Linked DNA regions of Mus musculus: all the other regions are linked to region 1. A link is a contact called in public promoter capture Hi-C data. All regions are on one chromosome and are shown on one strand. Each heading gives the region's core, a stretch centred on a gene start, on an enhancer-like site or on the middle of the called end of the contact. The rest is flanking DNA. Distances are from core to core; before and after follow the strand shown.

Region 1 (4,277 bases), core at 1,575-4,074:
TGCATTTTTGCATTATGATGTGACTACTAGCCTATGTGGGCTGAGAATAGAATGTAGTGGTTTGAACAAGAATGACCCCTCTAGGCTCCTGTATTTGACTGCTTAGTTACTAGGGAGCGGAACTGTTTGAAAGGATTGGGGTCTTGTTGGAGGAAGTGTGTCACTGGGGGTGGACTTTGCAGTTTCTAAAGCCCAAGCCAGATCAGTTGGTCTCTTGGTCTTTCTCCCTCTGTCTCTGTCTCTCTCCCTCCCTTTTTCCCTCCCTACAGATCAGGATTTAAAACTCTCAGCTACTTCTCCAGCACCTGCCTGCATGCTATCATGTTTCCTACCACGATGATAATGGATTAAACCTCTGAAACTGTAAGCAAGTCCCCAAGTAATTGCTTCCTTTTGTAAGAGCTGCCTTGGTCATGGTGTCTCCTCACAGCAATAAAACAGTAACTATGACAACCCCTCCCTCTTTGGTCTTGGAAGCACTTTCTCTGTACCTGGCACTGTACACAGTGCTTAGGGTTTGCTTTGCTTTTCTACTTGGATTTTAAATTCTCCCAGATGTTCATGGCTTACGATGGCAATTTTATTCCTTGGGCAGAGCTAGACAAGCTTTGCAGGTGCCCCGTCCATCAAAAGAAACTCACAAATTATTAGTGAACGCCACGAATGCCAAGTTTATTAAAAAAAAAATAAAGAAAGTCAAATCAAAACTAAGCTGTGGGGGCTGGAGAGACAGTTCCATGGTTAAGGTCTTCCAGAAGACCAGGGTTTGAGTCCCACCACCCACATGGCAGCTAACTCCAATGCCAGGGAATGTAATGCCCTCTTCTGGCATCCGAGGGCACTGCATGGATGTGGTACCCAAACATACAGGCAATCAAAACACCCATAAACATATGAGATATTTTTTTCAAAAACTAAGCTGTGTTTATTGACAACATTCTGGTGCTCACAGGAGAAGAAAAGGTAAACAATCAAGGCCAAAACCAAAATAAAGAAAAACAATACCAACAGAACTCAGCCATATGAGGATGGGCCAGAGCACAGAAAACACAAGGCTGTGTGTTCATTAGTAATAACAAAAGTCAGCTTGCTTAGCAAAACTTAAAAGTCTTACCTATGATTTCACAGAAGAGTGCTCCCTCCCACCCCCCCTTTTTTTCCCCAAGAAAATGGTTTTTATAATAAACCAAACACATGAAACCCTCACTAGATCCTTTGTAATTCTCACCAGGGTATAAATGGCCCAACAATACAGATAGAAGTGTGATCCTGAAGGAAAGAGGTACAGAGTGAGCACAGAACCCTTAGTGCATTCCTGTGCCAGTCACTGTCAAGAATTCAACAAGCATTTCTTGTGCAACAGGAGCTGTTCTCTAGTTGAACACACAACTCAGAGGATTTGAAGTACGTGACCTTGAACAGAATATATACACTGCTGACGTATGTTGTGGGGAAATCAACACAAAGGGGCGGGGCGGCTGGTAAAAACCAACTCCATATTGACATGTAAGAGATGGATACTGATGACACTTAATAGTTAACAGTGAACAGCGTGTATGTATGAACAGCTATCCCAATTTTGCTAAAATCACATCCAAACGTATACTTTCCTCTGCCCTGATCTGATGACAGTATTAGTGTATGAATCAAAACTATCTGGTAACTGTCATGATGGAATGGGATGGAATGGAACTACAATGTGGACTGAATCCCAATTCATGGGCTCATTTCTAATCAGGTACTAACTTTCAGACGTGGGAAAATTTACTGATAGACTTAACTGATAATACACTTAAGTAGGAAGTAGGTTACTGGTTTTGTGAGGGAAAGCAAAAGGGTTACTTCAAGTATTGACTTAGAGGGTTATTGAAGTCAAATTAATGGTTAGCTCAGCTTCTGAGGTAGTTTCACAAACTAAGTCCACAAATTTCTTGAAATGCGATTCTGCCCATCGACCCCGAAGTTTTAAGTTCAGCGTACATTTTTCTCACTATTACATTCCCATAACAAGATCTGAATACTCTTGACAAATAGATCTGAATCCTCATTCATGGCGGGTAGGAGTTTGAATGAACGAACGAATGAATGAACGAACGAACCAATGAATGAAAGCAAGTATTAAAAAAAAATGCCTGCAGACATAAGACCTACTGAAGGCAAACAAAGGATTCCAGATCATTGTTCTAACCACGGAAAGAAAACATTTAAGAACGTCATCCCCTGAAACTCATATAGAGGATCCTCCATGCTCTGTAGCTCCAAAAAGAAGGAGCAACGAGGGTGCGGGGGTCGAAAGGAACTAGCAGGTTCGAAAGCCAGTAACTTCAACTGGAAAGCAGAATACAAAATATAAAATGAGGGAAAAAAGCGAAGACAGAGAAGCCCCCGGAAGTAAAATCAACAATCGGGAAAGGAAAGCAACAGCGTAGAAGCGGCCACCGAACGCTCCCACGGCTCAAAGCTGCGAGTCCACGGCCCGCAGGAGGCCCCCGCGAAGCGGGACAGCCACGACCCCGGAACGCAAACCCCCAGCCTGAGGCACCGCGGGGGCGAGTTCCCGGGAACGCCTCCCCGCCCTTCTCAGGCAACCCCGCCCACTGGGCCCGCCCCGTCCCGCCGGCTACTCACCGGATTCGCTTCCCACATAACGGTGCGAAATCGAGCGGAGAGAGCCTGGGGGAGGGGCTAGCCGTGGGGTCGATATGGTGGGCTTTTTCCGAGGGTCCCCAGGAGCGAAAGGACCGAAAGGCACCCTTTACGGAAGCCTTCCTTCTCCCCCTCCCCGTCACAAGCTGGCGTCTTCGGACCATCGAACCTCCCGACTTCCGCCTGGATCCAGCCAATCAGTGGCGGTCCCGCCCACCGCAAACTCGCTCCGCCTCTATGGCGCCCTTGGAACTTCCGCGCGTGCTGTCGCGGGCCGCCTTTACCTGTGTGGTAAAGCTGTTTGAAGCCGGCCATCATACCCACCACGTGATCGTCAAGCGTGGCAGGCTGCGTTTCCTCCATGCAGAACCTACGTTTATTAAAGATCACCTTATACCGAGTTTAGTGGCCAACCAAGTACTAGGCCTGAGAAGCACAACTCGACCAATGGCTTAAAGGTTAAAGCTTCAAACCTCTTTGTTGTTTGCAACATCCTCGAATTGGAGGTGATGATAGTTCTACCTGAGGGTGTAAATGAGCTTGCTGAAATCAGGTGCTTAGGTGTTTGCAATCTAGAAAATAATAAATAAATAAAGGGAGCTATTGGCCACGTGTCACTGGGCTTGGACGTGAACACTGACCAATATGTTGTCCCTGTCCTCGTGGATTTTAGAATCGACAGAAGAAAGCAAAAAGTAATTTGGAAACGCAAGAATGTAAAAACGTGAAATTTTAGACAGCATGGCAAATATGGAGGTTTCCAAGCAGGTTTACCTGAGTGCCTTGAATGCTAAGGCCTCAAATAGGTTCTTACACCGGTCACAAAAGAGGTACGATGGAAGAATATTCTTAAAGGCAAAGAAGTAGTGTGAGACTATAGGTGTATTTTTAAAAATAGGTCAAAGAATGACCACAGATTCAGAACCTGATTGTTTTTTACATTTTAATATATTTTTCCATTCCCATGTGTATGAATCTATTTCTTCAGACTATAGCATTCCATAGTTTACATGTTACACACATATCTTAAATAATCTACTGTGAGAGACACAAGTTACTATGTAACAAAAATTACTATAATCACTATTTTTGTTCAGACATTCATTAACCTCTTTGGAACGAATTCTTAGAAATGATACTGTTCAATAAGAAATTCTAAAAATTGTTGCCAAATGGTTAACCAGTTGCCCAAATACTTATTGCATAGCATAATTATTTTTTCTTACTACTTTGAAGTACATTTGCTAAATTTGCATGCATATGCATATATACATATATTCCTGAATATTCTTATCTGCTAATCCTCTGCTTATTCCTATGCTTTGCCATGCTATTATAATGTATAGATTCCTAATGTACTTGCTCTTTGATAAGAAATATCTCCTAATTTTCTTTTTCAGTTTTTTTCAAAATAATGAGTTCTCATCCAGAACACACTTCTTCCTGTATTTCAGGCCATGTGTCGGGAGTCGGGCTGGGCTGGGTATATGAACCCAGAACCTCACACATGCTAAACACCTCTTCCACCACTGAGTTATGCCCCTCCTGCCTAGGTCTCTGATATCTTTAAGTACATTAAAGCTATTTTTACAACAACCTTTATGTGTTTGATTTGGCTATTTTATAGGTTT
Region 2 (4,400 bases), core at 978-3,477, 2.1 Mb after region 1:
AAAAGTCAATGAGACCCCACTAATCTACATGTGAAAACTCACAAACTTTAAAATCCACACTAAAGGTAGCCAACACCTTTAATAGCAGAGCTTGGGAGGCAGAGGAAGGCAGATCTCTGAGTTCAAGCCCAGCCCAGACTACAGAGGGAGTTCCAGGTTAGCCAGAGCTACACAGAGAAACCTTGTCTTGGGGGGAGAATGATGTGAAAAAAAAAGACAGGTCACAAGTGAAAGCTAAGTAAGACAACATGGAGGCTCCTAATTCTCTCTCTCTCTCTCTCTCTCTCTCTCTCTTTCTCTCTCTCTGAATAGTACATGTGAATTTTCCCTAATAAAACATTAAAAAAAAAAAAAAGAAATAGTGAAATGTATCTAGGGCCGCTCCCCACCCACCCGTTCCTTTATGCTGTTAAGAGATCCAAGTGAGTCAAGCCCCTGCCCCAACTCCCTGAGCCCAGAAGGAAGAGAAATCAGAGGTCTGCTATTCAGTATCTCTACCACTGCCAGGGAACCTGGGACAATTGAGACAGACAGGTACCAGCAGAGTGGAGCTGCTGGGCCAGCACCCAGGGAGGGGACAGCACAGAGTGACTATCAAGAGCCCAGGCAGCAGTTAAGAGCATCAACTGCTCTTCTGAAGGTCCTGAGTTCAATTCCCAGCAACCACGTGGTGGCTCATAACCACCACTAAGGAGATCTGACTCCCTCTTCTGGAGTGTCTGATGATAGCTACAGTGTACTTACATATAATAATAAATAAATCTTTTTTTTAAAAAAAGTATACACTTAAAAAAAAAAAGCCCAGGCAAGTTCCCCCCCACCCCGCCCCGCTCTGTTCCCCCCTCTCCCCAGGTCTTCTCTAAAACTCAATCCCTTGCCAGCATTTCGAGGCTCCACCGAAAGCCTGTCTGGATATCTGATCCACCATGGAAAAGGTCAGTTCTCAGGTGAGCTATTGCAAGAGAAGGCTTTCCCTCATTCCAAATGAGAGTCCAACCCCACCCCCCACCCCCGAGTCACAAGGGAGGCAGGACAGATGTTGCCATGGGCTGGGATCTGAAAATCAGATCTGGACTGCAGTTAAGTTCTTCCAGAGTGGCTAAGCGGTGTGGACAGCCTTCATTTACACAACGAATATGTACCTGGCCAGTGGCATAAGCCAGATCATGCTAGACTCCGTGAGCCTAGACTAAATAGCCAAACCAGGCCACGGGCCAGCCAATAGCCTAGTAAGGAGCACAGGGCAGACATTAGGGTTCCTTGGGGGCTCCATGGCTGTTTTCTTAATAGAAATTTAGAGGGGTGTGTGTGTGAAGGGGGCTGGGGGGGGGGGTTGGGAATCAGTAGACGTGGGAAAAAGGGGTGTCACATACTTCCAGCAGCTCTGGGCTATTAATGGCAGGAAGAAAAGGCCCACCAGGCTTAACGATCTTGGAACCCTGTGCACCGCTGCCTGGCACCCTGGGCAGGTCTTCTCTAGAAAGTAAGGTACCTACACTGGCTGGGCTCTCAGGTCCCTCGGTTTAAGAGAGTTATAGGCTTATGTGCACACACGCTGGAACTAGGCTACCCAGCCCCAGCCCAGAAGCCCCCACTCACCAGGACCTGGGTTTACACACGCCCACCCTTCCGTGAGAGAGGTCCCAGAGGAGAGGACAGATTCAGGGCCAGCTGAACTCTCTCCAGTGTCTTGTGGTGTGCGCCCTGGTGTGTGGCGTGGGTGGGCTTGTTACTGTGGAAGCTTCTTTTTAAAAAGTCACAGAGTGGAGCAGGCCCTCAGTCTCTGCCAAGTGGGATGCCTGGCCAGACGCTGGCTGCATCTGCTAACCACCTCTGGGTATCCTGGCTGGGTGCACTGTCAATCCCTGGCGCCTCCTCTTTGCAAATCTGACACCCAGCTGTCCACAGCTCTCTGCCTCAACGTCCACGGCAGGTCAACCAAGTCAGCTCTGCCTCGGGCTCTCGGAGGTGGGCCTGACTGATGGCTAGCCACTGTCTCTGCTGCCCCCCTTTCGGCCAGCAAGCGATCCTAATCCGCAATCCCCTCTGAGAGCCAGGCTTCCGAAGAAAGGTGGAGGCCGGGTTCCGGGCCTGCAGCTCTCACGTGCTTTCCCGGCCACCCCCTCCCGCCCTGCGTCGAGGCGGCCAAGCCTGTTCCTCTTCCCCCCCCCCGTCGCGATTGCGACAGGCCGGCCTCTGCTCCCAGGGCTCCCTGCCCCCGCCCCCGGCCGGCTCGCTCCACTCCCACTTCCTGAGCCCGGCGCTGGAGCCCTGGAGGCCAGGCCCGGCCGCTCCCGGCCCCCGGGGGCACGTCGGCCCAGCCGCCAGGCTTGGGAAGTCGTGGCCAACGCTGCTCAGGACGTCCGGGCTTCCCACCTTCCTCCTAGGACTCCACCCGGTCTGGTCAGCCGAGCCGAAAGGCCGCCATGCGCCTGCCCCGGGCCTCCTCTCCCTGCGGCCTGGCCTGGGGGCCACTCCTGCTGGGACTCAGCGGGCTTCTGGTGGCCTCTCAGCCCCAGCTGGTGAGGGAGGGGCTAGGTGGGATGGACCAGGTTTCTCTCTAGCCCTTCTGCCCTCCAGAGCTGACCCTGCCTCATTCTTCTCTTTCTCCGCCTCCTCTGGAAGGTGCCCCCTTATCGCATAGAAAACCAGACTTGCTGGGACCAGGACAAGGAATACTACGAGCCCATGCACGACGTCTGCTGCTCCCGCTGTCCCCCAGGTGAGAACAGTGGCTCCAAGTGGCTTGGGTGGTAGAGGTGAGCCAGAATGAGCCAGCACTGCTAAAACTAGCCAGGAAGGAGAGTCTACGAAGCATTAGCATTGTCCCACGGACACTGAGATTTGAAGAGGTAGCGGCATGTAGCCATGAAGACAGGATGGGGACAAAGAGACCAAGGAGAGGCTCCGAGGCATGCAGCAAGCAGAGGCAGCGGACGCAGAGATGGACTTCTTGTCTCCTGATAACCCTCTTTCCCCATTCGCCTCATAGGCGAGTTTGTCTTTGCGGTATGCAGCCGCAGCCAAGACACGGTTTGCAAGACTTGCCCCCATAATTCCTATAATGAACACTGGAACCATCTCTCCACCTGCCAGCTGTGCCGCCCCTGTGACATTGGTAAGTGGGGACTCATCTGGATCTGCATGATGGGTACGACTGGGAGGGCCAGCTCCTCTCTGACTCTTCCCTCTCCCTGACAGTGCTGGGCTTTGAGGAGGTTGCCCCTTGCACCAGCGATCGGAAAGCCGAGTGCCGCTGTCAGCCGGGGATGTCCTGTGTGTATCTGGACAATGAGTGTGTGCACTGTGAGGAGGAGCGGCTTGTACTCTGCCAGCCTGGCACAGAAGCCGAGGTCACAGGTCAGAGGTCACTGAGGGCAGCCAGTAAAGGGAGGCTGGGCATCAAGGGCAAGGAACGTGATACTGTGCGCATGGTGCTTCTCCCCACTGGTACTGTGAGTGTGGTACCTCTGCCCACTGGGAGAACCATAAAGAATCTATCAGTCCTTGAAAAAGGCTCACAGGAGGGGGTCTGCCAAGACATGAACTGGTATGAGGAGCTTAGAAGGTAGCTCCCTCCTGTCAGCCCTGGGGAAGCTTGGGCAAAACGGCAGGCTGCAAAGCCAAGCTTGGGAAAGGTAGCAACTACAGAGCAGAATGGTTGGCAAAGAGGGGACGTAAAGGAAGGCCACCGAGTCCTCACACTTACCCACTCACCCCCACTGGCCTGCCTTTCTTTTGCCAGATGAAATTATGGATACTGACGTCAACTGTGTCCCCTGTAAGCCGGGACACTTCCAGAACACTTCCTCCCCTCGAGCCCGCTGTCAACCCCATACCAGGTGAGAGGGCCCTTCCCCCACTCACCTCCAGGAAACCCAAGGGTTGTCATCTCCTCCATCCTTGACTTCCGGCCATCCCGACCATGTGTTCCTGGAGCCAGTCACCAAGGGGAGCAGGGAGAAGCTCACAGTCTTGTTTCTCCACAGATGTGAGATCCAGGGCCTGGTGGAGGCAGCTCCAGGTACCTCCTACTCGGATACCATCTGTAAAAATCCCCCAGAGCCAGGTAAGACACCGGGCTGAGGAACACAAGGCAGGGTCGGTCTGGGAAGATGCCTCAGCCCCCCTCATCCACAGAAACAGGGAACAGTGCATCTTTCTTCCCAGGGTTAGACAAAGTCAGAAACATTTCTTCTGAAGAAATCAGAAGGAGGTAGCGTGTAGTTCCATGGTTAGAACGCTTGCTTGGGATACATAAGACCCTGAGTTTGGACCAAAAGAAAAAAAACGAAAACTTGGAAAGGCAGGTGTGGTGGTGCACCCTTGTAATCCCCAGCGCTTGAAAGGCTGCGGCAGAAGAATCAAGAGTTTGAGGCTAGCCTTGGCTACAGAGTGAG
Region 3 (4,033 bases), core at 1,260-3,759, 2.2 Mb after region 1:
TCTTGGCAGAGAAGCCAGGAGTTTCATTTAAAATGAATCTGAGACCTAAAACAATTATACTAGTCGTTCCGAAAAGCACAGACCAGAAATAAAAATGCTAGAAACAGTCCTCAGTGTACACACAGCAGACACTCTGTCCATTCATCTTCAGACTGGGCGATGTCTCAGGATAGTTACCCAGTCCCGTGTCAGATAAGGAAGCTTGAACTACACTGCTGTGAGTTCAAGTCTCTCCACCAGCACCGCTGAGGGCAAAGCGTTCCCACGGCCTTAGAAGGGAATAATCCAGAGTGGGTTTGGTTTGGTTTGGTTTGTGTTTCGGGTGTTTTGTTTTGAGATGAGGTCTCACGAAGCCCTGGGTGTCCTGGAACTCTCTATGTAGACCAGGCTAGCCTGAAATACAGATCTATCTGCCTCTGCCTCCCCATCTGCTGGGGTTAAAGCAACGGTGGGGCCTGAAGATGAACTCCTCTCTGACAGTCACCAGCTAACGAGTTCCCAGAGTTAAACCCACAGAAGCAAGGTAAAGAGAGAAAGCTAAAATTTGATGGGGAATAGAAATTTCTTAAGTGCTAAAAAAAAAAAAAATCTTTGCTAGAAAAGTCCAAGAATAAGTACAGTAAAGGTTAAGCCACCAGAAAGTTGCTAAAAAAAAAGTAAATTCCTTGATTAATTACAACAGAACCAAGATGCAGAATCTCTTTTTCCATAACTAAGGGAAATGTTCTAGACACGATGTAATAACCCCAACCGCTTCTCGGCCTTTTGGCTAAGATCAAGATGTAGAAGCCCCTCAGAAAGACTCTATTAGCAGATTACACCAGCTTCTTCCACTTAAAGGGCCGCTTTCCCATTTCCTTCCTAAACATAGAGGAATCTGCAAAGCCATGGGAGCCACAGGATCTGCACTGCTACTGAGCTAGCTAAGCAATCTAGTTCTAGACCAGAGGGAGGGATTTCAATGAGTTGGTAGCAGCTAGTGTTGGAAGGTGTCCAGGATGGTGGCACCAATGACAAGATTAAGGTCAGAGACCTCGTGATTCCCTGCTAGCCACCATGCTTTCTCAACCTCCTTCCAAACATCACACATGAAACTACCTGCAGCCAGTCAACTAAGAAGGACCCCTCCCCTCCCCTAAACATCTAGATCTATGGGCTTGTAAAAACTGCACAGAATGTTAATGCAGAGAACGGATAAAATGGCTGTGAAGCTTTGGAGAACTCACTTTATTTACTATTTGTGGCAGGTAGAAACACTCCACCCTAACCTATTCAGGGAGTTATAACCCTTATGTAATACAAAATCCTGCCCCCCTTTTGCCAATAGAGGCAACACAAGCAGAGTGTAGTGGTGCACACCTTTAATCCCAGCACTTGGAAGCCAGGGGCAGGTGGATCTCTGAGTTCAAGGCCAGCCTTGTCTATAGAGGGAATTCTGAGACAGCCAGGGGTACACAGAGAAACCCTATATGGAAAAGCCAAACAAAGAAGGGGGATAGAGAGAGCGAGGAAGAGGGAGAGAGAGAGGAAGAGGGAGAGAGAGAGGAAGAGGGAACAAACACAAATAAATCTAGCACCAGGCAAGAGATTCAGATAATAAATGAAAAGAAAGAAAATTCTTCATTGTGTGTATGTGATCCTAAAGGGAAGTTCTTAATTTATCTGGCCACAGAAGGGGATGATGCCAAAAAGAGCTAAAGGCTAAACTATGTGTTTTGGATAAAATGAAGAATTCACTGTTCTCCCTATTTCTCCTCCAATATTTATTTGGCTAGGACTTGATCACTGGAAATCGCCTTAGCATAAACAGCTGCATTAAGATTTCATACCACTGTCCCCTGAGACTTTCTGAGCTACTCGCAAGGCGCCACAGAACTAGCAAGTTAAGTTTCTGCAGCTTTGCTCACAGCCATGAGGCAGGTACATCACACTCTGGGTGAGGGGCATGCATAACGCAGAGACTGCGGGCACTCCAAGTCAAGAATGGACAGGAACACCTATAAGTCTTCCCAGAGGCTTTAAGAGTCTGTCAAACAAGAAAGGGTCTCCGAGTTTCCTGTCTGAATCTATACCTCCCCCACTTTTTCCCCTTTGGGGTTCCACGATACAAAGACAAGAGGGGAGGGTGCGGTGTACGTGGGACCCCCGCGCCCTCGCCCTGCCATGGAGTGCCAGCTGCAGTTGGTGCGGGATGGAGCGCTGCCCGCAGTCCGGGGTGGCCCGGTCTGGGGGCGGCGCGAGCTGGTGGTTCCCGGCGTCGCCGCAGCTGCTGCAATGCGCCATTTCCCGTCCCGCAGAGTCGGACACTGCGGGGGAGAGTCGGTAAAGAGGTGTCGAGGACCCTAGAGCAGAGTCAACTCACATTTTTCTGAAAGAGGAAGTGGAGGTCCGTCCCCTCTCTGGAGAATGCAACGAGACGGGCAGGGAGACACTGCGGCTGAAGCAGACGGAACTGTCGAGCGCCGCCTCACACGAAACACCCGGAACTCTAACTGCGGTGGAACTTACTGCAGGTGCAGGGCCGGCTCTCGGCTTTATTAGACATGACCACGCCTCTCGGATGATGTCAAAACCTCCAGGTCCAATCCTCGTGAGAAATGGCCTGCTAGTCCCGCCCCCACAACTACAGCAATTACCATTGTCCTCTTATTTCTATTTCTTCACTGACCAATACAAAAGTGGCTTGCTTAAAGTCCAGCTCAAACTCTGTCTCCGCCGCTGAGTTAGACCTTTTATGGTGCCTACCAGCCAATCGCTGAGCTGGAGACTGCTGTCATTCTTACCGCTCCCGCCCACAGCACCTGGCAGAAGGAAACCCAAGTGACTTAGACGCTGGAATCCAACTGGCTGCGAGGTTCAGCAGTGAATGCATATTCATGAAGTCCTTGGCCACAGGACCACCCCGTCACCATCCCTGCCTGAGACCATAAAACCCACATTCTTCATTCTTCTCTTCCCTATCACGAACTTCATCCCTAAACCTGTTAACACAGCGACTTAGTTAACCCAGCCCAGAAACCTGAACTAAAGTAGACTTCCCTATTTTATGTTTATGCTTTGTTTTGTTTTTTGAGACCTCTCTCTATAGATAGATAGATAGATAGATAGATAGATAGATAGATAGATAGATAGATATAGATATATACATATATACAGATATATAGATACACACACACATATATATGTGTGTATATATATATATATACACACATATATGTATATATATATACACACACATTATGCGTATGTATGTGTGTGTGTGTATATATATATATATATATATATATATATATATATATATACACACACACACACATATGTATATATATATTATGGTACAAGTTTCTGCCTGCATCTATGCATGCTTGGGTGCCCTTGGAGGCCAGAGGAGGGTTATTCCCTAGATGGTTTTGAGTATATGTGAGTGCTGGGAACCAAACCCTCTGCAAAAGCAATATGCTCCCTCCACCACTGAGCCATCTCTCTCCAGCCCCAGCCCTTTCCTCTTTACTCCTCCTCCAAAATCTAAGTAGAATCAATTTTTCCTTCTCAATACTTAAAGACGTTTCTTCTCTCTTCCAGTAGAATCCCTTTCCTAGACATCAGTTGTAAAATTCAACATTATTTTATGCTTCACAGCTTTAAAGGAATCTATAGCTGTGGTTGCGTTTTCCTAGCCTTAGAATTCTTATTTTACATTTAGTGGAAGCTTAGGTTTTGGATGCAGTGTAAATGTTTATATCTTAGGCATCCATGCAAAAGGAAAGAGAACATAGTAACATTAATAGGACAGTTACAACTTGACGTTCAGAGACTCTTTTCCCAGCAGAAACAGAGGCTTGTGTAGTCCAGGCTGGCTTCAAACATGAAATGTAGTCAAGAATGACCTTGAAATTCTGGTCCTCCTACTTCTGCCTCCTGAATGCTAGGACTGCAGAAGTTTACCACCATGCCCAGTTTTCTGCAGCGCTGGTCAGCGTACTCTGTTCCTTTTGCATGCTAGGCATTCACTCTGCCAACTGAGCTCCATCCC
Region 4 (4,106 bases), core at 1,168-3,667, 2.1 Mb after region 1:
TCTATGCAACACCCGCCTTGTTCCCATCTGACCAATCTCTTGTTCCTGAATTGATTAAGCCATTAGTCAACGGTCAAGGTTTCTTTTTCAGGGCCTGGATAGGTGCTGGGGATGGGACATAGCTCACAGTTTCAAGAGCTCTCCATGAGCCAAAGATGATAACACACTATGAGCCTTAGGGTCTATGCAGGCAAGCTCAGCCCAGCAGACAGGCAAAGGCCATTAAGCAAGAAGACAGTTGGCATATAGCCCACCCTCCTCCCCCAGTTCTGCCTCTGGGATAGTACATCACCAAGGCCTTGGAACGTCTTTTCCTCCAGAGTATTCTAAAGTCATTTCCACTCCTGTACTGAAACTTTTTAAAAATAGCAAAGTCTTCTTGGCCTTGCCACATCCCTGCCACGGCCATCACTGCCTCATGACCTCAGCACCTCGTCCTACCTGAACACCTCACAGGCACTGTGCTCTGTACTGATAAGGCAGTGGCCAGCCCCATGTAGACTTCAGTAGCCTTCCGTGTGCCTTGTCTTCAGGATCTGCTTCTGTTCACGGTGCCCCCACCCTCACCTGGGCCTCCACAACTGGCTCAGCCTCTCTCCTCTACCTAGCTGGGCCACTGCACTCTGACAGTTATTGTGACATCTACCGTCACAATGAGTAGTGACGTGAGTAGTGACGAGTATCACTGCTAGAGATGAGAAGAGAGAAGCCAAGCTGAGTCCTTTCTGTTTGTGGCATACTTCTTACTCCCCTTTGGGATCATTCACCTAATCTGAATTGGACCTAGCAGGGAAGGAAATGAATAAATATTTAACACAAATCCATCTACTCAATCTTAATAACAACTATGAGGTACTGATCATTGTAGACATTTTGGAAATAAAAGAAACAAAAAGCGGGGGAGTCACATCACATGCCTGCGTTCATGAGGGTAAGGGTGCTGGGCTGAGCCCTAAATCCAGGTGATCTACCCCTAAAGAGAAAAGAATTAAGTGGGTGGGGGAGTTGGAGAACAGCCAGAGGGGCAGCCTTGACAAGTCTCCCAGGAGAGACTGGGAGACAGGACAGGACCAGGAGAAGGGAGGTGACACCCAGGCAGGGTTCTAGGACCACTGCTTTAGAATGGTGTGTAGAGAAAGGGAAGGGAATAGACACAAAGGAGCCACCCCCACCCCCCCACCCCACCCCCGCAAGGAGGCTCTGGAGACTGACCAGAAGAGAATGAGGAGTGAAAGGGGAGGGAGAAAAAGGCAGGTCTCAGGGATAACGCTGGGCCAGGGAGAGGCAGGACCCAGAGAACACTGCGCCGATGGTACAGCCCACCCAGACAGCCAGGGAGCCCCCAGGATCTACACAGAATAATTATGGACACACAGAAATCAAGAGAACATGAACACTAGGCCGAGGCCAGAGAAAAGTACATTTTCCAGTGACGAAAACAAGCTGCTACCAACTTCCCCAATTGGAACTGTGGAATTGGAAACCGTGAGACTGACTTTTGGGTCTGTGGGGAGGGAGCAGGAGGATACATGGCCTAGATAAAGAGGTATTAGCTACTTAAGGAGGGTCACGCCAGGAGGGACCTCTTGTCTGGAAGCAGAAATGGAGGCGGCAGAAGGTCAGAGGCTGTCTCAGGGAGAAGTCTGGGACCGGAAGGCTGCCCAGCTTTGTCCAGTTTCGGGTCCACTCCCAAGCACGCTTTCCCAAACTCGTCCCGCCAAAGCGGTTCTCCTAGCACCCAGTCTTCCAACACCCTGCCCCACGCTGTTCAACCTCGGCCAGAGAAAGAAGGCTTCTCCGTCTAACTCCACTGGCCGAGCAGCTGGCCTGACCACAGCCCAACACGGGCCAGGACCTTGACTGTCAGGGGCCCAGGCTTGCCAGCTTGGCTTGCCAGATTCTCTCCCTCTCAGATTTCTCCCTTCCACATCTCAGGGCAGCCCCAGGTGAGGCACAGCAAACCTGGCGTCAAACTAAAGCACAGAAGCCCCTGCCCCCATCTCTACCCCTAGTACAAGCCCACTCCTGCCCGGCGCCTCGCTAGCAACCCACCCTCCCCTCCAGTCTCCCATCTCACCAGTGACAGCAGCAGGCCAGGCACGGTGGGGAGACCCATGTCCGGCCGGCAGTGGCCTCTCACTCCCCCATTGGGGCTGGGGACAGGGCAGCAATTGACAACGCTCGTGAATGAAGTAAGATGATCGGACCAGGTGGCCCGGGCGATGGCAGCCTGGGCCTCGAGTTCGAGAAGCTGAAAGTCAGAGGCAGATAGAGATCAGGGTACGGTCCTCCAGGACCTCGCACCCAGTAGGCCCGATCATGAGCCAGAGTTCGGAAAACTCGGAGAAAATTTAAGCTGAGGGGAGAGAGAAGGTAGGAGGGGAAGGGAGAGTGGCGGGGGTGGTGTTGCAAGAGCGGGACCGGAAGAGCCTGGGGAGAGGCGAGGGAGGAGGAGGGAGGGAACTAGGAGGAGTGAGGAGAGGGCCAAGGTTCTTTAACGCTTTGTAGCCCGGGTCCCGTAGCTTGGCGCCCCAAACCCACTTAACACCACTTAAGAGCTTGAGAGTCCACAGAATTCCAGTTCGGACTCCTTTGCTTTTGAAGTGGGTGAGCTTAGACCGGTGGACTAACCCCTCTAAGCCTGTTGTCAATTTCACGGAAGGAAGCCAGCCCACCTATCTCACGGGACGGCAGGCGGGAGTTATTAGGGGGAGGGCAATATCTGATGCTCGCCCGCCGAGAACTCCTTTGCTTCGCGCTCTCCCTCCCTCTGAGTTCCCTCTAATCGCACTTTCTTGGACGTTTACCCAGTCAGCCCAAACCGGGAGGGAAATCAAATGTTCTTTTCTACCCTGCCTGGGTCCTGACCCAAGGTCACTCCCACTGACTCTCATCTGTGTCTTCCAGACAAGTCCCTCAGCTGCCCACCATGGCTCGGTCACCAACGGTGGGGCACGGGTGAGGGGGTGTCAGGCAGCACCCTCTCCTAAGCCTTGGTTGTCTCCCCAGTTGTTAATTTGGAGTGAAAAGTGCCTGCCCTGACATAGCAAAGAGAAGCCATGAGAATTCAGGCTTCTGTAAAGGGCTCCCAGGGCCCCCTTTCCAACCTGTGTGAAATAGGGTTTCATTTAGCCCAAGCCGGCTGGCCTCAAACTCACTGTCTAGCTGAGGCTGGCCTTGTACTTCTCATCCTCCCACCTCCTACCTGCTGAGACTACAGGTGTGCACCACCACACCCAGCTCTAGATATCCTGATGCATCCGTTGGGACTGACCTCAAAGATAGTTATACCACAGTCTGTAGCTTTAGGGGTGAGGAAAAAGCCACGGGACTCTGCACACTGGGAGGCTGATCTCGGAGAATCAGGATGCCAGCCGAGCTCCTACTGCAAGGCCCACAGTTCTCTCTGTCCTTTTGAGTAAGACCTTACCTTCTGATAGCATCCCTTACTAGGGATGGCTGCCTCCTGCCATCCCCATTTGGGCAGGTCTTCAGTGCAATGGAACCCTGTAACACCCGGACACTATTCACTCGAGTGCCCTTGAGACTCAATGACCTTCTTTATGCATGCCAGTTCAACCAACCTGCGGTCCTTTAAAAGCAGCTGAGACTTTGAGACTTGGAGGGAAAACCCAGGAATAGGGGCATAGGGCTTGGGGACTTGGAACCAGAGCTCCTGGCCCTTCTCCCTGTGAGCTACCCTGACTTCCAACCTCCAGTATCCTAACCCTGCTGTCTCCTCTCCTCTGTGACCCTGAAGGCAGAGCGGAAGACCAGCTGGAGGTGTCCCTGCTGCTGGAAGCTCACCCCCCTCTATCAGACTGGCCAGTTTTCAATGGGAGCAAGCCAGGAAAAAGAAATGGTGTGTGTGGGTATGTGGTCGGGGGTGGAGGTGGGGCTTCCCCAGCATAGATGAGGCCTTAAGTTTATCCCCAGCACACACACACACACACACACACACACACATACACACACACACACACAAATAGACACAAAACACACTAGCACATTTCTCAAGGCTAGTTTGGTGGTAAGATTCATATTAATATTAGAAGTGTTTGCCACATGTTAAGAATCCTACAATATCAATAATTTGAAAATAATAA
Region 5 (4,013 bases), core at 149-2,648, 2.1 Mb before region 1:
TCTGGTAGCCCTGGCTGAGATAAAGAATAAGGAAGAAGTCCCTCCCCCCTATTACTTATGCATCAAAAAAAAAAATTATCAGGTTAGCACAGCTCTTTTACCCTTCAAAGTTAGAGGAACGCCAACCTAATATAACATCATTGCCTGTACAAATAAAGAGAACGATTTTTTAAAGTCCCTGGTCCTCTATCCACCATATTTAAAAGCGATGTCATCCTTTGCTTCCAATTCTGCTGCGCAGCCTTCAAAAGAGGAGGAAAAAAAAAAAGGCAAGTGGGCGGGGGAGGGGGTAAAGTGGAAAACACCCGGATGCTGAAGACTCCCTTAGTATTTTTCTCCCCACTGCATGAACTAGGTATTAGCTGCTTAAATCGGGGTATAATTAATGGAGGAAACGGTTCTCAGTACTGGTTCTTGAGATCCAAGAGCCCACCCACCTATCACAGTGCAGAGCACGGACCTTCTTTTTCCACACATGGCCCAGGAGACAATAATGAGGTGGAGGCAGGCATGACCTTGTTTGAGGGCCCGCCTGGTGAAGCCCCTCACCCCACCCCACCCCCAATTCTAAAAAAAAAAAAAAAAAAAAAACGCAGGTCAGAATCTAGGGGCTTCTCGAGTTTTTCCTCCTACGCTCAAGGAAATGGGAAGGAGACTCGTTTTCATGGAGAACCAATTGAGCAGACATGGATGGGCACAAGGCTCATCTCACCTGCTGCTACAGGGTTGGGACGCGTTTTTCTATAGCATATCCTATCTGCGGCCCCCAACCAGTCGCCCCCGCACACACAGGCCTCGCCACGCGCACATCCCAACCTCCATGGGTGCTGAATCCTGCTGACTCACCCACCACGCGCACGCTGCGCTTTCGAGATGCCAAAAGTGGCTACAGGCCCTGGGGATACAAGCTTGTCAAAGCCGGTCAAGAATACTTGATTCCGATGACCCTCCTGTGCCAGGGCCACCCGCCATCGCCAGGCTACCTCGGTAGCTCCAGGGCAACCAGCTCCCAAACTCCTCAAGCTTGCCTTCTCCCTCCCCGCCCCCACTCACCGGCACCCGGTCCGGGTATTTCTTCCTAATCTTTTCACCTTCCTTTTTCCGATACTCGAAGGGGTGGTCCTCCTTATACTGGAACTTCATGATGGACCTCAGGATGTAGGGGCTCCCCGGACGGGGCCTGCTGCGCGCGCTGATGACTGCGTCTCGCGTCTGGCCACCCCCAGTCAATGTCAGCCTTATCACAATCGCTCCACCCGCGTCAGCTCCCACGCGCCAGTCGCCGCACTACGTGGCTAAACGTCCAGAGAAGGACCTGGAGATCTCGCGGCCTGAAGGTAAAGGACCACCAGGTAAAGAAATAGGGTGGCTTTTCCCAAGAGCTGGAAACACAAAAACACCAGGGCGGTGCTGTGACATCACGACGCCCCACCCCCGCTCCGCCCCCGGCGCTAAGGACCTGCTGGATCCGGGTGGACAGAAGCTTTGTTTATTTGTGTATCTTCTTTTCACCCAAGCTTTTCCTAAACCACTCCATCGAAACGCAAAAATCATGTAGTCGGGTTTTTATTTTTGAGGATTGATATTAAAGGTAATTTGTTAATTCAAAGAATGCTCTAACAAATGTCGTCTTCCCTCCCCTTCAAGTTTCTTGTTTGATGCCCAAAACAAACACAGAGGAAGAAAATCCAGCTGTTTCCAGAGCAATGGAATCAGGAGTCTGGAGTTGGAAAAGTGCCAGGCGTCACGAGATTTGTAGCCCGGGCTGAAATGTCCTGTGCTTGCATTTTGACCTTTGCCTGGCACCCACGACTGGCCTGCCTTCTCTGCCCCAACTCCTCCTTCTGACTGGTGTCCTTATGTTTGGATCTGTGCTAGAATTGGTTCTGAGACAACATAAACAGAGCATGACTCATGGATTTGAAGAAGTGTAAGGGTGAAGAACATGAAGTCATCAAGGTTAGAAGAAGCGATGCCAGCGATGAACACCAGGCTTCACTCACGTTCAAGGAGAGATGAATCCATTCATTTTATAAGGTTCACCCAGAAGCATGGTTGTTGAGTTCTTGAAAATACAGAGGTCAAATCATTTAGGTGTCTATGTTTCCCCAACAATACTTTGCTCTGGGGTGGGTATCACCTGTAGGGTAGTTGTCCTGATGAAAAGGCCTTATTGGGCACCAAAAGCTCTGACTGGCATGCTGGTGGAAGACCCTCAATAGTATAGAGAGAGTCAGCCCAGGCCCCTCTGACATACCGGGTTTCCATCTTAAGACTCTTTGGATGCGGGGTCACCCTTCTGATTCTACTGGCAGTAACTCCAGACCTATATCTTGGGAACATCGGAGATAAAGTTCAAGGATGCTTTGTGCTGTGAAAATAAAATGACTACTAAGTGGTACCAGGCAAGCAGCCCTGTTGCCTGATTTTATGTACATGACTTAGTGATATGGTTATAAAATATGGGCAAAATAAAGTGAACTGAATTTAACTGGCAAAACAAGAACATGAAATACATAGCCCACTTCTTGGTTTTCTCCTGGTAATCTTTCTTACATATGAAGACAAATGAATTGGTATATAATATTGTTGTATTTATTTATTGTTGTTTTTATTTTCAAATTAAAAATAGTTTAATACCCAGCTACTCATTTTACCCTTGACCCAAATACAATTAAGTCTTTCAGAAGAAATTTTACAACCAGTTGAGACAGATCTGGGATGAAAATGGTAATAGTGTTGTTTTCTGAGTAACCTTCAGGTTTGTTTTTTTGTTGTTGTTGTTTTGTTTTTTTTTTTTATAGATGTACAGTCTCAGCTAGTTGAAGGGCAGTTCTTCAGTCCACTGAAAATGTATGCAGTACATGAAAATTTAAAGATGAAATGTTGGTTAATCAGCTCTTAGGATTTTTAAAATGCTAGTCGTTTACATTAGAATGCAAAATGTATTGGGAGCTGGAGAATGGTTCAGTGGTTAAGAACACTGACTGCTCTACTAGAGGACCAGGGTTTGATTTCCAACTCCCACATGACAGCTCAGGAGTATCTGTAACTCCAGTTTCAGGGGACCTAATACCCTCTCTGACCTCTACTACGTTACTGCATGTCCGTGGTGCACATACATACATATAGGCAGAACCCCCACACAAATAAAATAAAAATAAGTCATATTAAAATACAAAATGTATCTATTTTCACAATTTTACTATTGATTCTCAGAAGGTTCTTTAAAATGTTGTACACAGGTACATTTATAAACTAACAATCAGATAAAAAAAAAAACCTTTTAAGTTGCTTTCTTCAACCATACAAAGGGCAGTTTTAAAAGGACCACATTTTCTCATATAGCCACATCAAATGTTTCTTGTACTGTTGTAATTTTTAAGATTGGATCTCTTTGGTTTTTTTATGCATATCAGTAATGGAGAAGATTTCAGAGTAGTACAAGACAAGCAATATGCCCCTGCTCCAGGTGTCTTCTTCCTTCTGGGAAGTAAACTGCACTTTACCTCTGCCGTCATGTCAACCACCACAATGCATCTTAAAATTATCAGTACCTCCCCAATTAGGTAATTCTTCCTAGAGTTTATACCCAGTGTTCTATGCCTCTTAAAACACAGCTCATCATTTTCCCCAGTCATTAGGATTTGGAACTGAATATGAAGTTGTTTTGTTTCTTCTATTTATTTATTTATTTATTTTTTTTTTTTTTTTTTTTTTTTTTTTTTTTTTTGAGACAGGGTTTCTCTGTGTAGTCCTGGCTGTCCTGGAACTCACTTTGTAGACCAGGCTGGCCTCGAACTCGGAAATCCACCTGCCTCTGCCTCCCGAGTGCTGGGATTAAAGGCGTGCGCCACCACCGCCCGGCTGTTTCTTCTATTTATAATTTCTACTATTATATATAAGTCAATGAATAAAAGCCAGAATTAGAGTATTGACCTGGTTGTAACTAGACATAATTTACTAACAAACATCAGAAAACTTAACTTGTTCAGCTTGAACTTTTAAAAAGA
Region 6 (4,015 bases), core at 636-3,135, 2.1 Mb after region 1:
ACAGAGCCAGAATAGAAGGAAGGAATGGACCAAGAGAGCCTGCGAGTCCACCTGCCCACACACCTGCAGCTGGCCACACCTCTGTCTTTAGCTTTGTCTGGGAACCTCTCCTCCCAGGGAGACTTGATACAGGCCCCAGGGTACTGGGAGGTGGAGGTGGGACCTCAGCCCTGAGGGAATGGAAAGGGTTAACTCTGCCTGGGTCTATGGGAGACATCAGAAGCTCACTCCAGGGGCATGTAAGTCCAGGATTTCTCTCCTACCTTCTCAATTCCAATTTCCCTCTTTCTCCTCCTTCCACCTTTGTCTGAGAATCAGTGGGAGGAGAAGTCCTCAGCACCAGTGTCTTTGGGGTGTCATTTAATATGGCCAGTAATCAGCACCAACTGGTTCATTAACTCTCTCTCTCTCTCTCATGGCTACTCATCATCCCTGGATATGTCTTCCTCTTCTCCTGGCCCCCCACAGTGTGAATGCTAGGAACAGGCAAAACCTGCATTCTTGACAAACATGGTTCTCATCCAACTCCTTCTCCGCTCCCCCCCCTACACACACACCTGGGGGGGCAGAAGGCAGGATGGAGGCAACCACAGGTCAGGACAGCTCCTCTGTAACACTGAGACCTCACAACATCATATTCTAAAAAAGTACACTGAAGGACAAATCTGTGACTGGGAACAGGAACACACATTCAAGCAACCGATGGCAAAGATGCCTCTCCAGGCTGAAAGGAGCCATGGGAGAGGGTGAGAATTAGAGGTGTTTTTGTTTTGTTTTGTTTTGTTTTTGTTTTGTTTTGTTTTTGTTTTGTTTTGTTTTGTTTTTCCTCTGAACACAGGGAGACACTTCTGAAAGGGTTTTGTGTACTTCGGGATGCTTTGTGTGGTAAGAGGTTGCACCAGACCCAGTCTAGTCCATTGGCGGAAGGAAGATCCCAAAGTGGACCTCAGACCTGCCCATCTCCCCGCCCCCTCCCCCCCCCCCCCACCGAGACTTCCACCTCTGGATCACACATCCATGGGATGATATAACTCTCAGTTCTTCCCTCAGACCAGACGACAGGACTTGGGAATGTGGGGGCGGGGGGGCGGGGATGCCTTTCACATCACGCCCAGCCAGTGCTGTACCACTTCGGAGAAACTGTTCAGTCTGTGTAGCCCTTGGGAAGGCCACACTGGCCCAAGTGCAGTCCGGTGGGAGGGTACCCTCCCCTGGTATGCCCCCTCCCTCCAGGCTTAAGTAATGAGAGTAGTGTTGGGTATGGTCTAAGCTTGGCCCCTGATGCCTCCCTCAATAAGACACAAAGTCCACAGAACCTTCCTCCCTGTTGCCAGGGCAGGCCAGCAGGTTCACTGGAGATAAGGGCTACACTTTGGACTCCATGGCCAGAGGACAGCCATGGGGCTGAGAATCCTTGGGCCTCCGCCCTTCCTGATGCTAGGCTGGCTCCCTTTCAGGGTAACGGTCTAGGACAGGCAAGAGGGGCCTGGTGCAAACAAGGGATGTGTACCTGCCACAGGTCGCTTGGTCATTACCTCACCGCCTCCGCATAGCGGCGCCCAACCTTTCATTTATCCCTCATTACCCTGGCGCCTGGCAGGGGTCTGGCCGGGAAGGGAGGACACGCTGGTGGCCTGCGGGTGGCACAAGGTTCCAGCCCCTGGCCCCGACCAGGTGACAGATTGCTGGTTAGTTCAGGTGCAAAAGAAAGGGAAAGGTGCGCACCGAGAAGTGAGCACTCCTGGTCTGGGGTTGGTGTACGGAGAGTCCGGCTCCCTACCCTCTCTGTCCGGGTGACCAGGACCGCGACGCTGCAAGGCCCGCAGGGAGGGGGAGGTGCCAGCCCACGTCCCGCCCCTCTGCCTCCACCTTCACCTCCCTTCCCGGCCCCGTGCTGCCTGGTCCCGCGGGCCGCTCGGTCCTAGTCCCAGGCTGGGACAGTGGGGCTGCCATCGCCAAGGAAGCTGACAACGACCCAGATTTCCACAGTATCCAGCGGACGTCAAGGACAGCGGAAGCTCGGACACCTGCGCTCACAGGTGAGCACTTGGGAGGGCGAGTGCCGGGCGGCCAGGGAACCGGGGATCTGGGACAGGGTCGCGGGGCCTCAGAAGGAGGAGGGAAGGAGGCTGGGTACGAGGGAGGGAGAAAAGCTGGGCCTGGGAAAAGATAGAAAAGGTGGACGTGGGGAGAGATAGTAAGGGGGAGGGAGAAGGAGGGGCGGGGGACTGCCTTCGGGGGCTGGACTGTTGTTGTCCCGGGGCGGGAGACACAATGAACAATCTCCTCTGCGAGTAAGTCAGAGTAAGCTAGGAGAGAGAAATGGGAGGTTTCTAGAGCCCAGTTGGTGGGAAACCAACCCCTGTATAGGGTTCTTGAGTCCAGTTCCCATTAAGGGCCTCTTCCCTTCAGGCCCTGCCCACTGCAAGGGATGGGTCTTCCATCCAGGCTTAGAAAGGAGGGGTGGAGTCCTGCATCTGACTTCCAGCTCTATCCCTGGTGGTGCCCTCGGCGGCCAGGAAAGGAGCTTAGTGGGAGACCAGCGGGCTGCCTCAACTAGGGGCATCCCTCCAGACCCTGTCTGACAGCTCTCCTGACTTCGCCAGATTGTACGTGGACGTGTGGGGTTTCCAGGTAAGGCATGTACAGACTTCTCAGTAAAGGGACAGAAAAGCTATATTGTAGAGTCTCTTGTCTATTGAGTCTCAGTTGCGACTAACTGAAAAGCAGCCAAGGATGGCCAGCCGACCAGTAAGGGTGGCTGGCTGGCTGAACCGTGATAAAACTAGCTGTAACTCATGGAGTGTGAACTGGGTGTATTGTTCTCTTTCCCCAAATATTATTTTTCCTTTTTTGCCCCCCCCCATTATTTAAAAATGTAAACGTTGCAAAGCATGATAGAATACATCTGTGATCATAGCACTCTAGAAACTGAGGCAGGGGGATGCAGAGTTGGAAGGTAGCCTAGACTGGGTTACACTGTGTGTCAGCCTGGGCTATATTAAGAGGTCCTCCTATCTCAAATCAGAAAATAAAATAAAAGCCGTTCTTAACCCATAGTCTGTTCCAACATGAGAAACCCACTTGTCTGTCTCTAGTCAGCTTTACCTGTCCCAGTTCATGGTGTTTGTGCAGTGTTGACAAAGGTAATACAGGAAAGGAGACATCTAGGTACAAGAGACCGCCTTCTACCTGGGGCTATCTAGAGTGCTAGAGATTTCTGTGACCCTTGCTCCCAGCTGCTCTTGAGACTACAGCATCCTCTGAGGCTGAAGTGTGAATGTATCCTAAGTATAAAGCAGATGTTCCTACCCAGCATGCACCTGGCCCTGCCCTCCCCCTACTAGCTTATAGATAGCACACACCCCCCACCATCTGGCCCTCTTCTTCCCCACTCTGTCCTCTTGTCTTTCCTTGCTCTCCAACCTGTGGAGACGTTCGTTCATCACTAATCCAGCCTGGGCTTTCTATCTTGCAGAAAAGGGGATACCCCCCTTTCTCCTGGACATTGGTGCTATGATCCTCTGGGGGTAACTCAGGAGAGAAACAATGCAAGCCTTTGGTCCTCCAAATGAGGGCCCCCTCCAAGGCCTGGTAGCTTCCCGAATTGAGACTTACGGGGGCCGTCATCAGACCTCTGCCCACAGCACTGCTGGGAATCTATTTCCCAGAGGAGGTCCTGGAGTGGTGAGTGCGCCTGTGCCCCAAAGGTGACCTGGGTGGGGCAGGAGGGATGACACCAAGGTTTTGAAGTCTGTCCCCTTTTTCACAGGCTGCTCTATTCTTGTCCCTTAACCTCCTCCGCTTTCCGGGGTTACTGGGAAGGAGGGTCAGTGCCCGGCCAGGATGCCAGCGCTTCACACCCAGCCTCAGACAACAGTGGGGGAGGCGGGGAGCTCAGAGGAGGGATTGGGAGGCATTTCTGAATTCCCAGCGCAGTGGGGAAAGGCATCTGTCAGTCTCTACTTGAGTTGGGAGGAGTCAAAAGCTCCCTGAGTCAGGGCTGAAGAAGAGC

Evidence for each region. Promoter capture Hi-C pulls out the DNA fragments that hold promoters and counts their contacts.
Region 2: a contact with region 1 is called in a promoter capture Hi-C map of hippocampal neurons, with 4 times the contacts expected there. The contact joins the promoter of Ltbr here to the promoter of Parp11 in region 1. A contact is called at or near these places in 3 of 39 promoter capture datasets (the 3T3-L1 cell line, hippocampal neurons and liver) and 1 of 9 other capture datasets (macrophages).
Region 3: a contact with region 1 is called in a promoter capture Hi-C map of hippocampal neurons, with 6 times the contacts expected there. The contact joins the promoter of Vamp1 here to the promoter of Parp11 in region 1. A contact is called at or near these places in 2 of 39 promoter capture datasets (hippocampal neurons and pre-B cells).
Region 4: a promoter capture Hi-C map of liver shows a contact between it and region 1, with 4 times the contacts expected there. The contact joins the promoter of Tnfrsf1a here to the promoter of Parp11 in region 1. A contact is called at or near these places in 2 of 39 promoter capture datasets (hippocampal neurons and liver).
Region 5: a promoter capture Hi-C map of liver shows a contact between it and region 1, with 4 times the contacts expected there. The contact joins the promoter of Gabarapl1 here to the promoter of Parp11 in region 1. A contact is called at or near these places in 3 of 39 promoter capture datasets (liver and pre-B cells) and 1 of 484 Hi-C or Micro-C datasets (uterus).
Region 6: a promoter capture Hi-C map of embryonic stem cells shows a contact between it and region 1, with 2.2 times the contacts expected there. The contact joins the promoter of Plekhg6 here to the promoter of Parp11 in region 1. A contact is called at or near these places in 4 of 39 promoter capture datasets (the 3T3-L1 cell line, the C10 cell line, embryonic stem cells and 1 more).

The regions. Positions count from the first base shown.
Region 1 is chr6:127,452,174-127,456,450 of GRCm38.p6, reverse strand. Parp11 (poly (ADP-ribose) polymerase family, member 11) reads right to left here and starts at 2,824. Exons shown (of 9, transcript NM_181402.4): 1 at 2,629-2,824.
Region 2 is chr6:125,311,712-125,316,111 of GRCm38.p6, reverse strand. Ltbr (lymphotoxin B receptor) reads left to right here and starts at 2,227. Exons shown (of 10, transcript NM_010736.4): 1 at 2,227-2,522; 2 at 2,626-2,722; 3 at 2,993-3,118; 4 at 3,202-3,360; 5 at 3,746-3,842; 6 at 3,990-4,069. The coding sequence starts at 2,427. It also overlaps a transcript of Scnn1a not described here.
Region 3 is chr6:125,214,057-125,218,089 of GRCm38.p6, reverse strand. Vamp1 (vesicle-associated membrane protein 1) reads right to left here and starts at 2,509. Exons shown (of 5, transcript NM_009496.3): 1 at 2,363-2,509. The coding sequence starts at 2,364.
Region 4 is chr6:125,348,034-125,352,139 of GRCm38.p6, reverse strand. It overlaps Tnfrsf1a (tumor necrosis factor receptor superfamily, member 1a), which reads right to left and starts at 2,417. Exons shown (of 10, transcript NM_011609.4): 1 at 2,078-2,417. The coding sequence starts at 2,116.
Region 5 is chr6:129,530,577-129,534,589 of GRCm38.p6, reverse strand. It overlaps Gabarapl1 (gamma-aminobutyric acid (GABA) A receptor-associated protein-like 1), which reads right to left and starts at 1,398. Exons shown (of 4, transcript NM_020590.4): 1 at 1,054-1,398. The coding sequence starts at 1,143. 1700101I11Rik (RIKEN cDNA 1700101I11 gene) reads left to right here and starts at 1,306. Exons shown (of 2, transcript NR_045270.2): 1 at 1,306-1,352; 2 at 1,648-2,643.
Region 6 is chr6:125,378,374-125,382,388 of GRCm38.p6, reverse strand. Plekhg6 (pleckstrin homology domain containing, family G (with RhoGef domain) member 6) reads left to right here and starts at 1,885. Exons shown (of 17, transcript NM_198604.2): 1 at 1,885-2,039; 2 at 2,413-2,634; 3 at 3,479-3,687. The coding sequence starts at 3,550.